Regions from separate parts of the Capra hircus genome. Here region 1 is linked to region 2. The links are chromatin contacts, called in public Hi-C maps. All regions are on one chromosome and are shown on one strand. Each heading gives the region's core, a stretch centred on a gene start, on an enhancer-like site or on the middle of the called end of the contact. The rest is flanking DNA. Distances are from core to core; before and after follow the strand shown. Region 1 overlaps ST3GAL4 (CMP-N-acetylneuraminate-beta-galactosamide-alpha-2,3-sialyltransferase 4). Region 2 holds the start of DCPS (m7GpppX diphosphatase).

What was found. A called contact is a pair of places that touch in the nucleus more often than the background predicts.
Region 1: a Hi-C map of blood shows a contact between it and region 2, with 2.3 times the contacts expected there. The contact joins the enhancer-like site here to the promoter of DCPS in region 2. A contact is called at or near these places in 3 of 5 Hi-C or Micro-C datasets (all in blood).

The regions. Positions count from the first base shown.
Region 1 is chr29:29,059,140-29,062,420 of ARS1.2, forward strand. All of the region lies in intron 1 of ST3GAL4 (CMP-N-acetylneuraminate-beta-galactosamide-alpha-2,3-sialyltransferase 4), which reads left to right. Among named protein-coding and RNA genes, the nearest start is that of ST3GAL4, 23 kb to the left of the region's middle. Within about 2 kb of position 1,667, at least 3 of the 5 cell types and tissues checked have an H3K27ac peak or open chromatin away from gene starts, as enhancers often do.
Region 2 is chr29:28,985,919-28,989,188 of ARS1.2, forward strand. DCPS (m7GpppX diphosphatase) reads left to right here and starts at 1,773. Exons shown (of 6, transcript XM_005699619.3): 1 at 1,773-2,312. The coding sequence starts at 2,112. TIRAP (toll/interleukin-1 receptor domain-containing adapter protein) reads left to right here. Exons shown (of 7, transcript XR_001917499.1): 7 at 1-346. It also overlaps the pseudogene LOC102185067.

The sequences.
Region 1 (3,281 bases), core at 417-2,916, 73 kb after region 2:
TGGACCCCACGGGTGGGGAACAGAGAGGCTTCCTGGCCTGCATGGGGAATCTTCTCCTTTCCTCCAAGCTTGGATGTCTGGAGAGGTGCCACGTCTGCCCACTGGTGGGCCTTGAGGCAGTTGGTCAATTACTCTGCCCTTTGCTGCCTCACAAGAGCCTGGAGCCAAGACCAGCTCACTCCCCACCGGTCCTGTGAGATCATGCTGTGTTGTTCAGGATGGGTAGAAGGCACAGTGCAGCCTGTGTCTAGCTATCAGTCAGGCCAGAGGGGCTGGAGTGGGCATCTGATCTATTACCGCTGCCTCTTCCCCTCTCGCTCGGCCTGCTCTGTGACAGTGAAGTTCCTGACAATTAGATCCATTGATAAATTCAACAAATTTGTATCTAGAGCCTGCTGAGTGCCAGTCACTGTTACAGACATGGTTGATCCAGCCTCAAGCAAAACAACAGAAGTTCTTTGCAGGCGGGGAGTACAGGTGCACAAAGTCACTTCCATCGTGTCTGACTCTATGCAACCCAGTGGGCAGTAGCCCACCAGGCTCCTGTCCATGGGATTCTCTAGGCAAGAATATTGGAGTGGGTTTCCATTTCCTCCTCCAGGGGATCTTCCTGACCCAGGGATCAAACCCATGCCTCTTATGTCTCCTGCATTGGCAGGCGGGTTCTTTATCACTGGTGCCACCCAGGCTAGGCAGTCGAGGAGAGGGATCTAAAATGTCAGGTGTTGGGGTTTTTTTTTAATGGGAGGTGGAGAAGATGAGTGGAAAGCTGAATGGGGAGGTATCAAGCCTATGTCTGGGGGAAAATATTCCAGGCTGAAGGAACAGCTGGTGCAAAGGTCGAGAGCAGGGGGTAGGCCCAGCCCAGTCAAGAACAGTGAATCCTGTGTGAATGAAGCAGAGTAAATGAGGAAAACAGGGAAGGAGGGCAGAGAGGTGCTGGCCAGGAGATCGCATGCATCCTTACAGATCAGAGCAAGGGCTCGGCCTATCTCGCTGGGTAGACGGGAGCTGTAGAGGTGATTTTGAGCTGAGGAGTGGTGATTCAGATGACTGGTCATTCTAGAGAATTACAGTTAGTGGACCACACCCAGGAGTGGCTGAAGAGAACAGAGCAAGAATCAATGACTTGTGTCCTCGCCTTGCCTTGCCTCCCAGTTGTATTAGTTACATTCAAGTCATCGTCCACACTAGGCCCTTGTTAAGAAATAAAATACGCCTTGCAAGTTTGCGTCTGTTGGAAAATATGCGATTTGACATTTTTTATCTTTAATCACAATCTGTCCCAGATAAATAATAATTTAGGGAATGTCTGTAACTTAAATACTCGTTGGGCCACCTTCAGGAAAAAAATGCAAAGAAATAGCTGTACCTGGAAGCTAGATGCAAATTTCTGGCATAATAGAAAATATTATTATAACACGGGCATAATAAAATTAGGAAATTAAAAACGTCACCATCCAGCTCACACCGCCCCCTGGAATCACAGCAGGGGACTCTTAAGCTGAGGAACCGCTGTGGGTTTACGTGGCACCTTCGAGATTCACACACCTCGGGGCTGGAGACGTGCCCGGAGATTCCCGAGGTGAGGTGTTTCGAGTAGATGTAGCACAGACCTGCTCTAAGGTTCCACAGAGTAGCCACACCAGTTCACGGGCCAGGAGACCTGGCTTACCAGCCAAGGGCTGTTGATTCCCTGCCAGTGAAGTGGCCTGACCGTGAGAAACTGAACGCAGGCCTTGCCAGCGTTTGTGGAAGTCTGGTGTCCAGATGTGGGGGGATGGTAATCCCATGAACACAGCTGTGGACATTGAGGACAAGCTGGGGGGTGGGGGGCGGGCTGGAGACTGTCTCACTAGGAAGCCTGCCTGAGAAGGCGCGAGGGAGGCTCCTCCGAGCTCTCATAAGCCTTGGAAGTACTTTGATGTAATGGAGGGCAACTTCCTCGAGTTGCTCCAAAGAGCTGCAGGTGGGCTTTCCAAGGATCTTGGCATCTTCACCAGCTGGTTTAGGGGTGGTAGAGGGCAGGGGTTAGGAGCGTGGCCTCTGGAGCTCAGCTTCTCACTAGCTCGGTGACCCTGGGCAAGTTGCTGACCCTTTCTGCACCTCATTTCCCTATCTCCAGGGTGGAGATAATAATAGTGTTTAACTCACAGGGTTGAGATCATACTTTAAAAAGAGTCTTGCAGTGTAGCTTTCACATTCAGTAATGTCTGGAGACATTGTGGGTATTGGAACTGGAGAGTGGGAGTCTCACTGGCACCTAGTGGGTAGAGGTCAAAGGTGCTGGTAACCAGCCTGCAGTGCCCAGGACAGTCCCCACGGCGATGACTCACTTGGTCCCTAAAGCAATGGCAGTGAGGTTGGGACCTGCCCCCTGGTGTTGTACACAGTGAGTGCAGAATACGTTTCAGGATCATAAGAGATGTCAGGGGTTTCCCAGGTGGCTCAGTGGTAAAGAATCCACCTGCCAATGCAGGAGACCTAGGAGATGCAGGTTCCAGCCCTGGGTTGGGAAGGTCCTCTGGATGAGGAAATGGCAATCCACTCCAGTATTCTTGCCTGGAAAATCCCATGGACAGAGAATCCTGGTGGTTACAGCCCATGGGGTAGCCAAAGGATTGGACACTACTTAGTGACTAAACAACAGCAAAAACAAGGGATGTCATACATTTTAAAATCTCATCTTATCACTTGTGTGTCAGATGTTTATATTGGATTGGCTAAAAAGTTCGTTTGGGTTTTTCTGGAAGATGTTATGAAAAACCCAAACAAACTTTTTGGCCATCCTGATAAAATATCTGCTAGGTTCTAGGCACTATAATAGAGACTGAAGATATAAAGCTGGCCTGGACCTCAGAGGTCATAGTCTCATGGGCAAGATACGAAAACACTTAACAGTGTAATATAAAATTATATTATGTGATAAAGCATCTTCTTTAGGCTACGTGCTGTCATAGACTGTTGGTATAAACAAGCTTATAATTGGAGAGGTCAGAGGATAGTGGGCAAGCCATGAAAATAGTAATTATATAATACAAAATTTTACTATCTGATAGGTGCTAAAATCAAGACATAAACAATATTGTGTGGAAAGAAAAACATTGCCGAGAATTGTCAGAAAACACTTCATAGAGGAGGGCCTGTTTGAGCCAATGGTGCAGGAGCGAGATTGTTGAGGCTAACAGTGGGGGCCTGGGGTCTTCGTATAGGAGGGAAGCCTGTGCAGAGGGGTGGGGATTCTGCAAGAAAAAGATGCTCCTGCAGGTACTAGGAGGAAC
Region 2 (3,270 bases), core at 523-3,022:
AGGTTCTCCAGGCTCCTTCCTTCATCTGTTCATGTACCCTGTGTCAGTGGCACCCTGGCTTACTTACCGTGGTTGTTAGTAAACCTCAATAATTTACAGTCAGCTCTTCCCACTTCTTTCATTCCTCAGAATCACTTCAACGCTTTCCGTTCCTTTATTCTTTCATATGAATTGTTTATTCAGTTATTGTCAGATTCCAGGAATGGGCCAATTAGTATTTTTATTGGACTTACATTGAGTTGAGAGATTAATGTGGAAAGAATAGATGTTTTAATATTTTGTAAAAATGTTATAACTCCATTTCTTTGTCTTTAAATGTATTTCAATAAACTTTGTATAAATCTTTTCCATATTGGTCAGTCACATTTTTTATGAGATTTATTCCTTAGCATGTCATATTTCCTGTTGCTAGTGAAAAAGGTATTTTTATTTATTTTGTGCTGCAAAAAGCTTTACTTTTTCCATTTGGTCCAAAGCTTGAGAGAGGGTGTTAAAAAGCTGCCTAATGGCTGTAGAGACGGGCTTCAGGCAGAAGCCCTGATGTTAGGGGGCTCCTAAAAGGCCCCTGGGTTCCAGAGGTTCCTAGTCTTGCTTGAGGGTTAGCCTTTTGAAGAGATATTCGTCCAGTCCTGCCTGGGGACCAGCCAGCCTGTGAAGGTTGGTCAGGTGGTTACCTGTCTTCTTGATGAGTTTCACCTCCTTATCTAGGGAGTGGTTCTCCAGGAAGTCACAGATGTGGGGGTCTGCACGGGCAGAACCCAGGCCATGCAGAGCCAAAATGGCCTGCTCTAGGTTCGTCTCCAGGAGAAGGGCAGCTTCAATAGCGTCCTGGGTTTTACCCCACTTCTCTTGAGACAGCTTCTGCACCTCCAGGAAGAGGGTGCAGCCACTGCGCTGGCTTGGCACTTTCAAGAAATACTTGAGGGCCCTCGCGCTTCTCCTTGGACAATTTGCAAAAGAAGTGGCCCACACCCTCCAGAGCCACCATGTTGCAGTCCAAATAGAAGCCCAGAGAGAGGGAGGTGTAGAAGGCCCGCAGTGTAAGTGACTGACAGCGGCCACCACCTCGGTGGTGTAACTCTGATCAATCTGGGAGCTCACGGTTGATCAGTAATAAGGAGTTAAGCTCCAAAAATGGTGGTGGCTGGTCCTGGTGATCATGGACAGCTGAGTGACTGATTCTGAAGGCTGCCACTGGAAAAAAGACTGGAGGGTGGTCGGAGGCTGGAGTGAGGGCCATCCCTGGGTCTGTTCCGTCCAAGCACTGTTGAAGCGAGACAGATCCGCGAGACTGCAGAGGGAACTACCAGTTATTTTTAAATTATACTTTTTGTCTGTTACTGGTGAGCTTCCCTGGTGATTCTGCCTGCTAATGCAGGAGACACGGGTTTGATCCCTTGGTGGGAAAGATCCCCTGGAGAAGGGAATGGCTACCCACTCCAGTATTCTCGCCTAGAAAATCCCATGGACAGAGCCTGGAGGGCTACAGTCCCTGGGGCTGCAAACAGTCGGACACAATGCAGCAACTAAACAGCAACAAGAGGTGAAGACTAAAAACCTGGCTGAAATAGATCTTTCAGTTTGAATTCCTGGGTCATGTAGGCAGTATAAATCTAAATTCTAAACCTGAATGGAAATTGACCTGTGATTACAAGTTTTCAGGATTTTTGTTTTCCCCCCTTCTCTCCAGAGCCAGATGTTGAGGCAGATAAGTTTCCTATTTTTTGTTTCCTCCAGTGGGACAGCTTTTAAAAAAATTTCTAGGTAGTTGGCCTTTCATTGAGGTGGTGGCCCTTTAGAGATGTTGCAGAGAAATTATAAATAGAATTTTTACATGGCAGTGTCTCTAGCTAGAGACCTACTGCCTTCTCTCTTCACTCAGCACCGGCCTCCACGAGGGCGGGCCAGCACAAGGGCATCAAGGACAAGTAAACCCGAATTAAAACGCTGGATGGGAGCAGGTCCCAGGAATCCGAGCTCCTAGGCTCCTTAGCGCCGGAAGAGCCCCCGGCTCTGGCCACGAAGCACGTCGGGAGTTGTAGTCGTCACCCCTGTCGGAGGTGGGAGGAGCTTGTGGGGTTTGCGCAGGCGCACACCTCCCGCCCGGCAGCATGGCGGAGCTAGCCCATCCTCAGAGCAAGAGAAAGCGCGAACTGGACGCCGAGGAGACGGAGGCATCCAGCACAGAGGGAGAGCAAGCGGGCGTTGGGAATGGGACTTCTGCCCCTGTCCGCTTACCTTTCTCCGGCTTTAGGGTCAAAAAAGTGCTGAGGGAGTCTGCGCGGGACAAAATCATTTTCCTGCACGGGAAGGTACCAATAGGCACTTCTGGGGAGGGGATACGGAAGCGGGTGACCCAATCGTCGCCTCGGAGGCGGATTTTTTTTTTTTTTTAATAGATTCTTCGGAAAATACCAATCGCATTCCTGCGTCGGGGGAGGCAGAGTGTACTAAAATGCATCGGAGGGTTGGTTGGTGGAAGGGACAAGATTATCCGTGAAATTAACTAAGGGAATTAACACGCGTAGGGCTACATTTCCTGATTACTCTTTTACTAAAATAAAGAACTAACACCAGTAGAGTGTATTGCCGATTAAAAACCACATGTTGAAGTCCCTAAGCATTCATCGTTCATTCTTTAAACCTGTAAGATGCTAGTGAACGTGAAAGTGTTAGCCGTTCAGTTCTGTCCGACTCTCTGCGACCCCATGGGCTGTATCCCACTAGGCTCCTCTATCCATGGGATTCTCCAGGCAAGAATACTGGAGTGGGTTGCCATTCCCTTCTCCAGGGGATCTTCCCAACCCAGGGATGGAACCCACCTCTCCTACATTGCAGGCAGATTCTTTACTGTAAGGTGGTAATTCAGTTCAGTCGCTCAGTGGTGTCAGGCTCTTTGGGACCCCATGGACTGCAGCTCACCAGGCTTCCCTGTCCATCACCAACTCCCAGAGCTTGCTCAAACTCATGTCCATGGAGTTGGTGATGCCATCCAACCATCTCATCCTCTGTCAGAAGCTAGTAAATGTTGCTGGATGGTCTTGTTCATCCAGGCCCCAGGCAGTGACATAGAGACTGTGGGAAGTTTGATCCTTGCTCTACAGGACTCCACCCCAACAGGGGAGACAGTTTATTCAATTGCTGGTCCAATTCTACATATCATGAGCTGACAGGCCAGCACTGATGAGAATTACCATCTTCGATCTCCAGAAATGCACAGTATCTTCCAGTAGGCAGACACCGCTGGCTCAAATACTGTGTGCTCAGCTT